Linked DNA regions of Mus musculus: regions 1 and 3 are each linked to region 2. Evidence: chromatin contacts called from public HiChIP or PLAC-seq data. All regions are on one chromosome and are shown on one strand. Each heading gives the region's core, a stretch centred on a gene start, on an enhancer-like site or on the middle of the called end of the contact. The rest is flanking DNA. Distances are from core to core; before and after follow the strand shown. Region 1 overlaps Gm51545 (a long non-coding RNA gene). Region 2 holds the start of Zfp90 (zinc finger protein 90). Region 3 overlaps Gm39238 (a long non-coding RNA gene).

Region 1 (2,700 bases), core at 17-2,516, 36 kb before region 2:
TCTGAAACAAAACAAAAACAATTCAGGGTCATTAAAAGTATTGCATAAGATTTGCCTCCGAACCATATAATAGAAGGCATGTATGAAATAAATCGCATTTGGATTTAGACTTCAATCCCATCCCCAAGTCCATAATCATGTACCTATAAATTTTACAAATTTGGAAATAAAATAAAATAAAATAAATTCAAAACAATTCCGGTCAAAGCATTTTGAATAAAGGATATTCAGGGGTTCCTACTTCATAAAACTTCACAGTGATTCATTGAAAATGCTCGGTGTATAGAAAATATTAACGTTGATGTCATTGGTTTTTTTTTTTTTTTTTGGTGGTAGGAACCAGAGACAGGGCCTCTCTAACCAGGTACATGCTCCAGCCACTCCAGGTAGACATAAGATCAGAGTGATTTCTCCTCTTTTGAGGTTTTTGCAGCCCTCATGCACCAAGCCTCTTCTAGAGGCAGCCTCATCATTAGGCATCAGTGTATAACCGACCACTCCCAGAGCCTAGCAGCTTCAACAATTGCTCATGAGTCTGTGAGCCTGTCTGGTGGTTCTGTGGGTCTGAGCAGGCCCAGCTCATCTCCTGTGGGCTCATTCAGGGGTCTAGCCACAGACAGCCGCCCACATCTAGAATGGCCACACTCACAATGTGGAGCAGTTGGCTAGCTGTCAGCTGGGATGAGAATGAGTGGACCACGATGCCAGCAGTCCAGCCTGGGCTTGTTTTCCCGGCAGTGTCCATAATGACAGAACAGAGCTTGCCCCAATCTTTTCACCACTTTTCATCACTGCTGCCCCAATCTTTTCACCACAAAGCCAGGCCAGAGTCAGGGACTGGGGAAAAAGACAACACCTTTTAGGGAGGAGGAGCCAGAAGGCCAGCCCTGAGTCAGGGACTGGGGAAAAAAGACTCCACCTTTTAGGTAGGAGGAGCCACAACAAGACCAGCCCAGAGTCAGGGACTTAGGAGGAGTCATGAGGTCATGTTATAAAGGGCTGATTATGAAGGACAATAGAGGTTTCTAGTTTTTTTTGTTTTTTTATATCAAACTACGTTTACCCACATCTGGGGGGAGGGGTGTTCATTGAGAGAGAAGTACGATTTCAGCATTAGAGTCAGATCAAATGTGATTCAAACCCCAATTCTAGGACTTGTGAGGCCTCACGGAGGTTCACTGAGATCTCAGGCTCCAGTCTCCTCACAGGGCCTGGAAGGGTGGTGGCCATCTGCATTCCTGGTACTTGGGAGGTAGAGACAGGAGGGTCAGGAATTCAAGGTCATCCTCAGGCTGTCACAGGGCCCAACTGAGGTACACGGAGGGAGCAGTGCTGACTCACCGGGCACACCCAGCAAATGCTCCACACACACAGGTGGGAACAATCCTGACTCTCAGGGCTCACCTTGGGCTCCCGCCTCTGCTTCCCAAGGCTGAGAAAAAGAAGGAAACAGGCCAGCTGGGAACTGATTTCCATGGCAATTCCTGGAATGGCAATTACCAAGTAAGAACTTAATTAGAGATCTTTGGGGAAAAGGAGAGGGGGATGCCATGGGGGAGGAGGAGAGAGAAGGCTGGAGGAAGGCAATAGAGGGAGACCAGGAGAGAGGAGCTCACCCACCAGAAAGAGTCCCCCAGCCCCTAAAACTGTGTGTGTGTGCATGTATGCATCTGTGGTGTATGCACATGTGTGTGTACATCTGTGGTATATGTATATATATGGGCATCTGTGGTATATGCATGTATATGTGCATCTTTAGTGATGCTTGAGTGTGTGCATCTGTGATATATGTATATGTGTGTGCATTTGTGATATATGCATGTGTGTGCACATCTATGGTGTATATACATGTATGTGAATACCTGTGGTATATGTATATGTGTGTGCATCTGTAGTATATGCATGTATGTGTGCATCTATAATGATTATACTTGAGTGTGTGCATCTGTGGTACATGTGCATGTGTGTATGCATCTGTGGTATATGTACATGTATGTGCATCTGTGGTGTGTGTACATATGTGTGCATTTGTGGTGTATGTACATGTTTGTGCATCTGTGGTGTATGTACATGAGCATGTGGTTTGTGTGAATCTGTGGTATATATACATGTGTCTGCATTGGTGGTATAAGTACATGTGTGTGCATCTGTGGTATATGTACATGTACGTATGTTCAGATGTACTAATAATGTATACATGAAGCCAGAGCACAATATTGGATATCTTTCTTTATCAAACTCCACCATATTTATTTTAAAGGTTACCTTCTTAAAAAATTGAATATTTTCTTTATTTACACTTCAAATGTTTTCCCCTTTCCAGGTCTCCCCTTCGGAAACCCTCTATCCCATCCCCCTGCCTCTATAAGGGTGCTCCCACCCTGGCATTCCCCTACACTGGGGTATTGAATACCTCTCCTCCCACAAATGTCCAACAAGACCATCCTCTGCCACATATATGGTCAGCACCATGAGTCCCTCCATGTGTATTTTGGTGGTCCAGTCCCTGGGAGCTCTGGGAGGGGGGTGTCTGGCCTGTTGACACTGTTGCTCCCTCTATGGAGCTGCAAACCCCTTCAGCTCCTTCGTTTCATTTTATGTGTATGAGTGTTTTGCCTGAATGTATGTATGCATGCATGTATGTGTTCCACTTGGATACAGTGAGGATCAGAAGAAGGTGTTGTATGCCCTGAAACCAGA
Region 2 (2,700 bases), core at 13-2,512:
TTAACTGGAGCGCCATCTCTCCAGCCCATCCTTATCATTTTCCAGGAGGTGCTGGGAATTGAACCTAGGACCTCACACATACTAGGCAAGTGATCTACCACTGAGCTATAGTCCTAGTTCTTACCTTCAACTCCAAAGAGAGTTCAGATTATGTTCTCATCAAAGTAAAACGGACAGCCTCAGAGCTTATGTCCAGAAAATGCCCCTTTTGCTACAACTAAAAAGTGGGTTGATAAATCTGTCTCTTACTAATTAACCTGAAGCCGGGGCTATGGAGGGTGCGCACTATTATACATTTGTTAATGGGGAAAGAAAGAAAGGAAAATAAAACGAGTGGGGCGGGGGGGGGGGCAAGAAAAGCTGGAGCTTGTCTGACCAGGTTTGGCTGTAATGGTGGTCTCCGACTCAGCGCCCAACCTTCACCGGCCTCTTATTCTAATAGGTCTCTTCTGCCCCCCTACTATCTCTTTATGGCCTTTGGATGGGAAGCAGGGGGCTTTTCTATTTTGTCCCTCTATCCTCCATTCCTCACTGAAGAGTTCTAAGAAGTGCACACTGCAATAAAGTCTCAGTGCTGACACCCCCAGAACACTTCCTCTCACAAGATCGCACTTCCCTAGTCTCCTCTTTAACTCCATCCTTTCAGAAATCCTGCTCTGCCCAGGGCTGGGCACTTTGGGAGGGGTTTTCTCCAGAGGAGGAGACTCAAAGCGATCCAAACTAAGACTCTCTATACCTATACCAATAACTGTTCCATACAGACTCCGGGGGCCTCTCAGGGTGGGATGCTCCGGGCGGTGGGGGAAGGCTCGGCTCACCTGGGGCTTGGCCGTCGGAGGTCTCGGGGCCATTCCTGCCTCAGTGTGTGCTGGCTATGGTCCAGGGCTGAGGAGAGAGGACAGGATCCACTCACCGGGCTACCCCGAGGCCCCACCCCTTCAGCTCTGCAGCCACTTCGGCCGAAACGTGGGGAGGAGCCCCGCCTTCTCCTGCTGCTCTTCCCAAGGCCAAATGAAAGGCCCCACAGCTTCGGGACAGTTCCTCCGGCCACGCCCAGTCCGTCCGCAGGATGGTCGGCGAGGCCCGGAGGACAGCCTCCTACCCACTGCACTCGGAATCTGCCTCCGGGGCTTCGGAATCCGCGACCTCAGGTCCGCCCCTCTAGCGCCCGCTGCAGTTTCTTGTTCCCGGCAGTACTGCTCTGCAACAACAGGGTCGGACAATGGCCACAGCGGCGGGCGCAGAGCCACGAGTGCGACTGCGCACAATGATCCTCGCGCCTGCCCATCCACGGGTGCAGAAACTACGATTCCCAGCTATCCTCGCGTGCCCGCCCTGCAGAGGTCCTGCCTCCTAGTGGGGGGCTGCAGTAAGAGCACAAGAAGGCGGGCAGGTTAGGTTCAAAGTTTTTCTTTGGTATGTGTGTTTTCTGGAGCTGCTGGAAAGGTTCAAAGTTTTTGTCGTGTGTGTGTGTGTGTGTGTGTGTGTGTGTGTGTGTGTGTGTGTGTGTGTGTTGGAGCTTCTAGAAATTCTCACCGCTCCTTCTTTTCTTTTCTCCTTCTCCTCCACCTCCCATCCCGTTCCCTTTCCCTCCCCCCTCCCTCTTTCTCCCTCTGTGTAGCTCAGGATGTCCAGAAACTCACTCTGTAGACTCAATTCTCAATTCTCTTAGCACACAAGTGGCTAAGGATCGGGAGTTCAAGGTTATCCTAAACTGTGGTTCAAGACCAGCCTGGGCTACAAGAGACCTGGTCTTACAAGCCAAAATAAATAAACAATGCATGCACGAATGACTAAAGTGTATAATTCAATAGACTTTAGTACATAAAAAGAGTTGCACAACCATCGTTGTAGTCTCCTCTTTGAACATTTTAATTAGCCACAAAAGAAAAAAAATCATGTACATTAATAACCGTCCCCTCGTCCTAACCCACCTCCTCTCGATCCCGGGCAACCACTGACCTGTGCTGTCTTTGTGACAAATCTGTCTCTTCTGGGTATCTCATAAGATCAGGCAATATGAAGTTTTATGATTGGCTTCTTTCAGTTATTACAGTGGTTCTGAGTTCATTCACATCACAGGAGTCTCTATCCCATTCTTTTTTAATGCTGAATGAAAGATCTGATTGCCCGAGTGTACCACATTCATTCATCAGTTGGTAGCGTCTGCGTTGTTCACACTGTGAGATTTTATGCTTTTATCTTCAAAGCAACATTACAGAGGATATGTGTGTACACACGTTTATGGGGGTGCAGTTTCATTGATCTGGGGTAGATACAGAGAAGTTGAATTATAGAGATTTGGTAGCACCATGTTTAGCATTTGAAGGAACTGTGAATGTTTTCTAAAGAGGCTGTATCACTTCCATCTTTTTTTTTTTTAAACTAACAGCATATAGATTTCAACATTCCTACCCACACCTGTTACTATTTGTCTTTTTATCACAGTGTTCTGTGGATTTTTGCTGGGATGCGGGGGCGGAGAAAGTATAAATAACAACAAACCCCTTGGAAACTCTGCAAATACTTTCCACACTAGACAACAGTAGCAGACAGATACGCACAAAACAGAAGTTTAAGAGACCCTAGAAGGATTCCTAAGGCAGAACTTTCAGTAAGAAGCACAAAACACAGGCTAGGGTAAGGCTCGGCACCAGGCACTACAGCTCGTTCCCCAGCGCTGGCAGCCACACAGCTCAC
Region 3 (2,700 bases), core at 163-2,662, 51 kb after region 2:
GAGAAAATTTACTTCTAAGTATTGTCCTTTGGCTTACCTATGCACAATGTGGCACACATGTCCACATACATACTCACTTGCCCAAACACAGGTACACACATAAAATTTAATGCTGTTATTTATTTATTTATTTATTTTTAAGAGAAGTTCTCACAATGTAGTTTAAAACTTACTATGTAGATCAAACTGTCCTTGAACTCACAGAGATCCACCTACATTTGTCTCTGAAGTGCTGGGATTAAAGTCAGCACCAAATAGGAAGGAAGCAATAGTCCTGGTCCCTTAGTGAAGACCAGTCGTTCCACAGCAATTCCAGGCAGATGTGGGTGTGGGGTCTGATGACACAGATTCCATCTGCTATTCTGTCTGTGAGTGAATTACTAATTCATCTTCAAGTGTGTGTGTGTGTGTACACGCCACGCGCACGCATATGTGTATACATATATATAGTGTAAGTGTGTGTATGTGTGTATGTGTGTGAGTGTGTGTGCAGTGTGTGTGTATAGTGTGTGTGATGTGTGTGTAAAACACAATCACAGAAACTATCCTACTAGTGGCTGAAGCAGGAGAATTATGAGTTTGAGTTCAGCCTGAATTATATACATCTTTAAGGCCAATTAAAGCTATATAGGGAGGGCCTGTCTCAGAAAATAATTGTGAAAATAAAACACCTCAATTACTGAAGACAAATAACTCAATTTGGAGATGTAAACTATTCAGAGAGTGTCACCAAAGAAGATATATAGATAGCACGGGAAAAGATGTTCAAGGTCATTAATCACAGAGGGTGGAGGGATGCAAACGAAAACCACAATGAGATATTATGATACCCACTTGCCTAAAATTAAAACCACTGAACACATCAAATGCTGATAAGGCCTTGGGGCAACTGGGACTCCCATAATCAGCCGTTGGAGTCGTAAAGTTGTTTAATCACGTTGGAAGACAGTTTGACAACTTCTTTAAAAGTTAAAGACAGACTTGTTACACAGGCAAGCCATCCCACCCCTGGGTGCTTACTAACAATATAAAAGCATATGTTCACATAAACACTTGTCTTTGGGCTCATGAGGCAGCTCAGTGGTGCTCACTGGCTTAGCATGAGACCCTGGTCCTCCCCAACCACCCCAACCAAACAAGACTATGTAAATAAGACTATGTCAAATAAGACTATGTAAATTCATAGTCTTAGCTGTTCTAGTCATAACCATCTCCAGACTAAAGACCACTCAAAGGCCCCTCAACATGTGAATAAATACGTTGGTGCGTACCTGCTAATGTACCTCGACTTTACCAATAAGAAGGGACAATGGGTGTGCGGGCTTTCAAATAATGCTGTGCTGTAGGATGAAGAGGACAGACAAAAGCCTGGGCGTGCCATGTGATTCCATTCGCAAACAACCCTAGAAAAGGGAAGGAAGTCGGGTGAGTGGCAGCAGATGAGCGCTAGGCTGGGTGTGAGGTGGGAGGGGCAGGAAGAAGGGGATTTCAAATGGACACAAGGGATTAAGGGAGAATGAAGTCAAGAGATGGGTGTAGTCATGGTCTTGACCATGTTTTACAAGGCAGACATATATGAAAGCTCATCAGATCACAGTCTTTAAGCATGTGCAATTTATTGAAGCTGTTTAAAAGGAGGTGGATGGGCCAGCTATCGTGAATCATGTCTATAATCCCAGTCCTTGGAAAGCTAAGGCAGGGGGATTGCTGTGAATCTGAGGCTAGATTGGGCTATCGTATGATTCTCTCTCTCTCTTCTCTCTCTTCTCTCTAGATAGATAGATAGATAGATAGATAGATAGATAGAGTGTATGTATGTGTGTGAGTGTGTGTGTGAGTGTGTGTATGTGTGTGAGTGTGTGAGTGTGTGTGTGAGTGTGTGTGTGTGTGGTGTGTGGTGTGTGGTGTGTGGTGTGTGGTGTGTGGTGTGTGGTGTGTGGTGTGTGGTGTGTGGTGTGTGGTGTGTGGTGTGTGGTGTGTGTGTGTGTAGTCTTGCTCCCTTAATGAAAACCAGTCACTCCCCAGCAGTTCCAGTCAGATGTAGGCGTGGGGTCTGATGACACAGCCTAAAGATTCCATCTTCTCTGCTATCTGTAGGTTTATTACTAACCCAGTTAAACCTTCTCAACTCCTGGAGGGCAGAGACTGGGTCTTCTGTATCAAGTCTGTCCTGCTGAGGAGGGTATCGGATAATGACAACGATGAAGTGGCACACTTCACAAGTGGCAGCAGCAGGGATGGTTATCACCAGGATCTTGGAGCGTCACCTAAACGTGGGCCAGTAACATCCCTATCATTCCTGTTTTGTTCATGGAATGTGAGTAACTCACTCTGGGAAGACTCCCAGCATAGCCGAGGAACTGGCTAAGGCAGAGCAAGATGCTGAGTCAGGTCAGCTCCTAGACGAACTGGATCACTGGGGCTCACTCTTCAGGTCTGGGCTGTCCCATAAGACAGTTCTTACATAATCTACAGCAAACTATGATATTCCGGAGCCAGGAAGTCAATGCTGTAGACGGGGTCCTCCTCTCTGACAGCTGAACCCAGATTCCAACCTTTCCCACAGTGACCTGATTAGTGTCTCTGTGACCTTGTGGTCAGACTTGTTCTGCAAGACATACATGAAGGCTGGCAACTGCAGGGACCCAGAGCTGAAGTTCTCTACCTTGGAGAAGCCAGGCTAACAAACCTAAAGCCAAT

The links. HiChIP or PLAC-seq counts read pairs in DNA pulled down with a chosen protein or histone mark.
Region 1: a contact with region 2 is called in an H3K27ac HiChIP or PLAC-seq map of embryonic stem cells, with 12 read pairs. The contact joins the enhancer-like site here to the promoter of Zfp90 in region 2. A contact is called at or near these places in 2 of 15 datasets of contacts at CTCF or cohesin (the NIH/3T3 cell line and embryonic stem cells), 9 of 484 Hi-C or Micro-C datasets (embryonic fibroblasts, embryonic stem cells and myeloid progenitors), 6 of 115 datasets of contacts at active chromatin or transcription factors (the SCID.adh cell line, embryonic fibroblasts and embryonic stem cells) and 4 of 9 other capture datasets (adipose tissue, embryonic stem cells, liver and 1 more).
Region 3: an H3K4me3 HiChIP or PLAC-seq map of bone marrow-derived macrophages shows a contact between it and region 2, with 2.2 times the contacts expected there. The contact joins the enhancer-like site here to the promoter of Zfp90 in region 2. A contact is called at or near these places in 2 of 15 datasets of contacts at CTCF or cohesin (the NIH/3T3 cell line and large pre-B cells), 4 of 484 Hi-C or Micro-C datasets (the HL-1 cell line, the N1E-115 cell line, pancreatic cancer cells and 1 more), 3 of 115 datasets of contacts at active chromatin or transcription factors (bone marrow-derived macrophages, embryonic fibroblasts and embryonic stem cells) and 1 of 9 other capture datasets (embryonic stem cells).

What each region holds. Positions count from the first base shown.
Region 1 is chr8:106,450,122-106,452,821 of GRCm38.p6, reverse strand. All of the region lies in intron 1 of Gm51545 (a long non-coding RNA gene), which reads left to right. Among named protein-coding and RNA genes, the nearest start is that of Gm51545, 16 kb to the left of the region's middle. Within about 2 kb of position 1,266, at least 22 of the 459 cell types and tissues checked have an H3K27ac peak or open chromatin away from gene starts, as enhancers often do. A contact at or near this core is called in embryonic stem cells, where this site is marked.
Region 2 is chr8:106,413,889-106,416,588 of GRCm38.p6, reverse strand. Zfp90 (zinc finger protein 90) reads right to left here and starts at 1,262. Exons shown (of 4, transcript NM_011764.4): 1 at 819-1,262. The coding sequence starts at 851.
Region 3 is chr8:106,363,188-106,365,887 of GRCm38.p6, reverse strand. Gm39238 (a long non-coding RNA gene) reads right to left here. Exons shown (of 3, transcript XR_879147.2): 2 at 1,272-1,403. Among named protein-coding and RNA genes, the nearest start is that of Gm39238, 6.4 kb to the right of the region's middle. Within about 2 kb of position 1,412, at least 13 of the 459 cell types and tissues checked have an H3K27ac peak or open chromatin away from gene starts, as enhancers often do. A contact at or near this core is called in the NIH/3T3 cell line and bone marrow-derived macrophages, where this site is marked.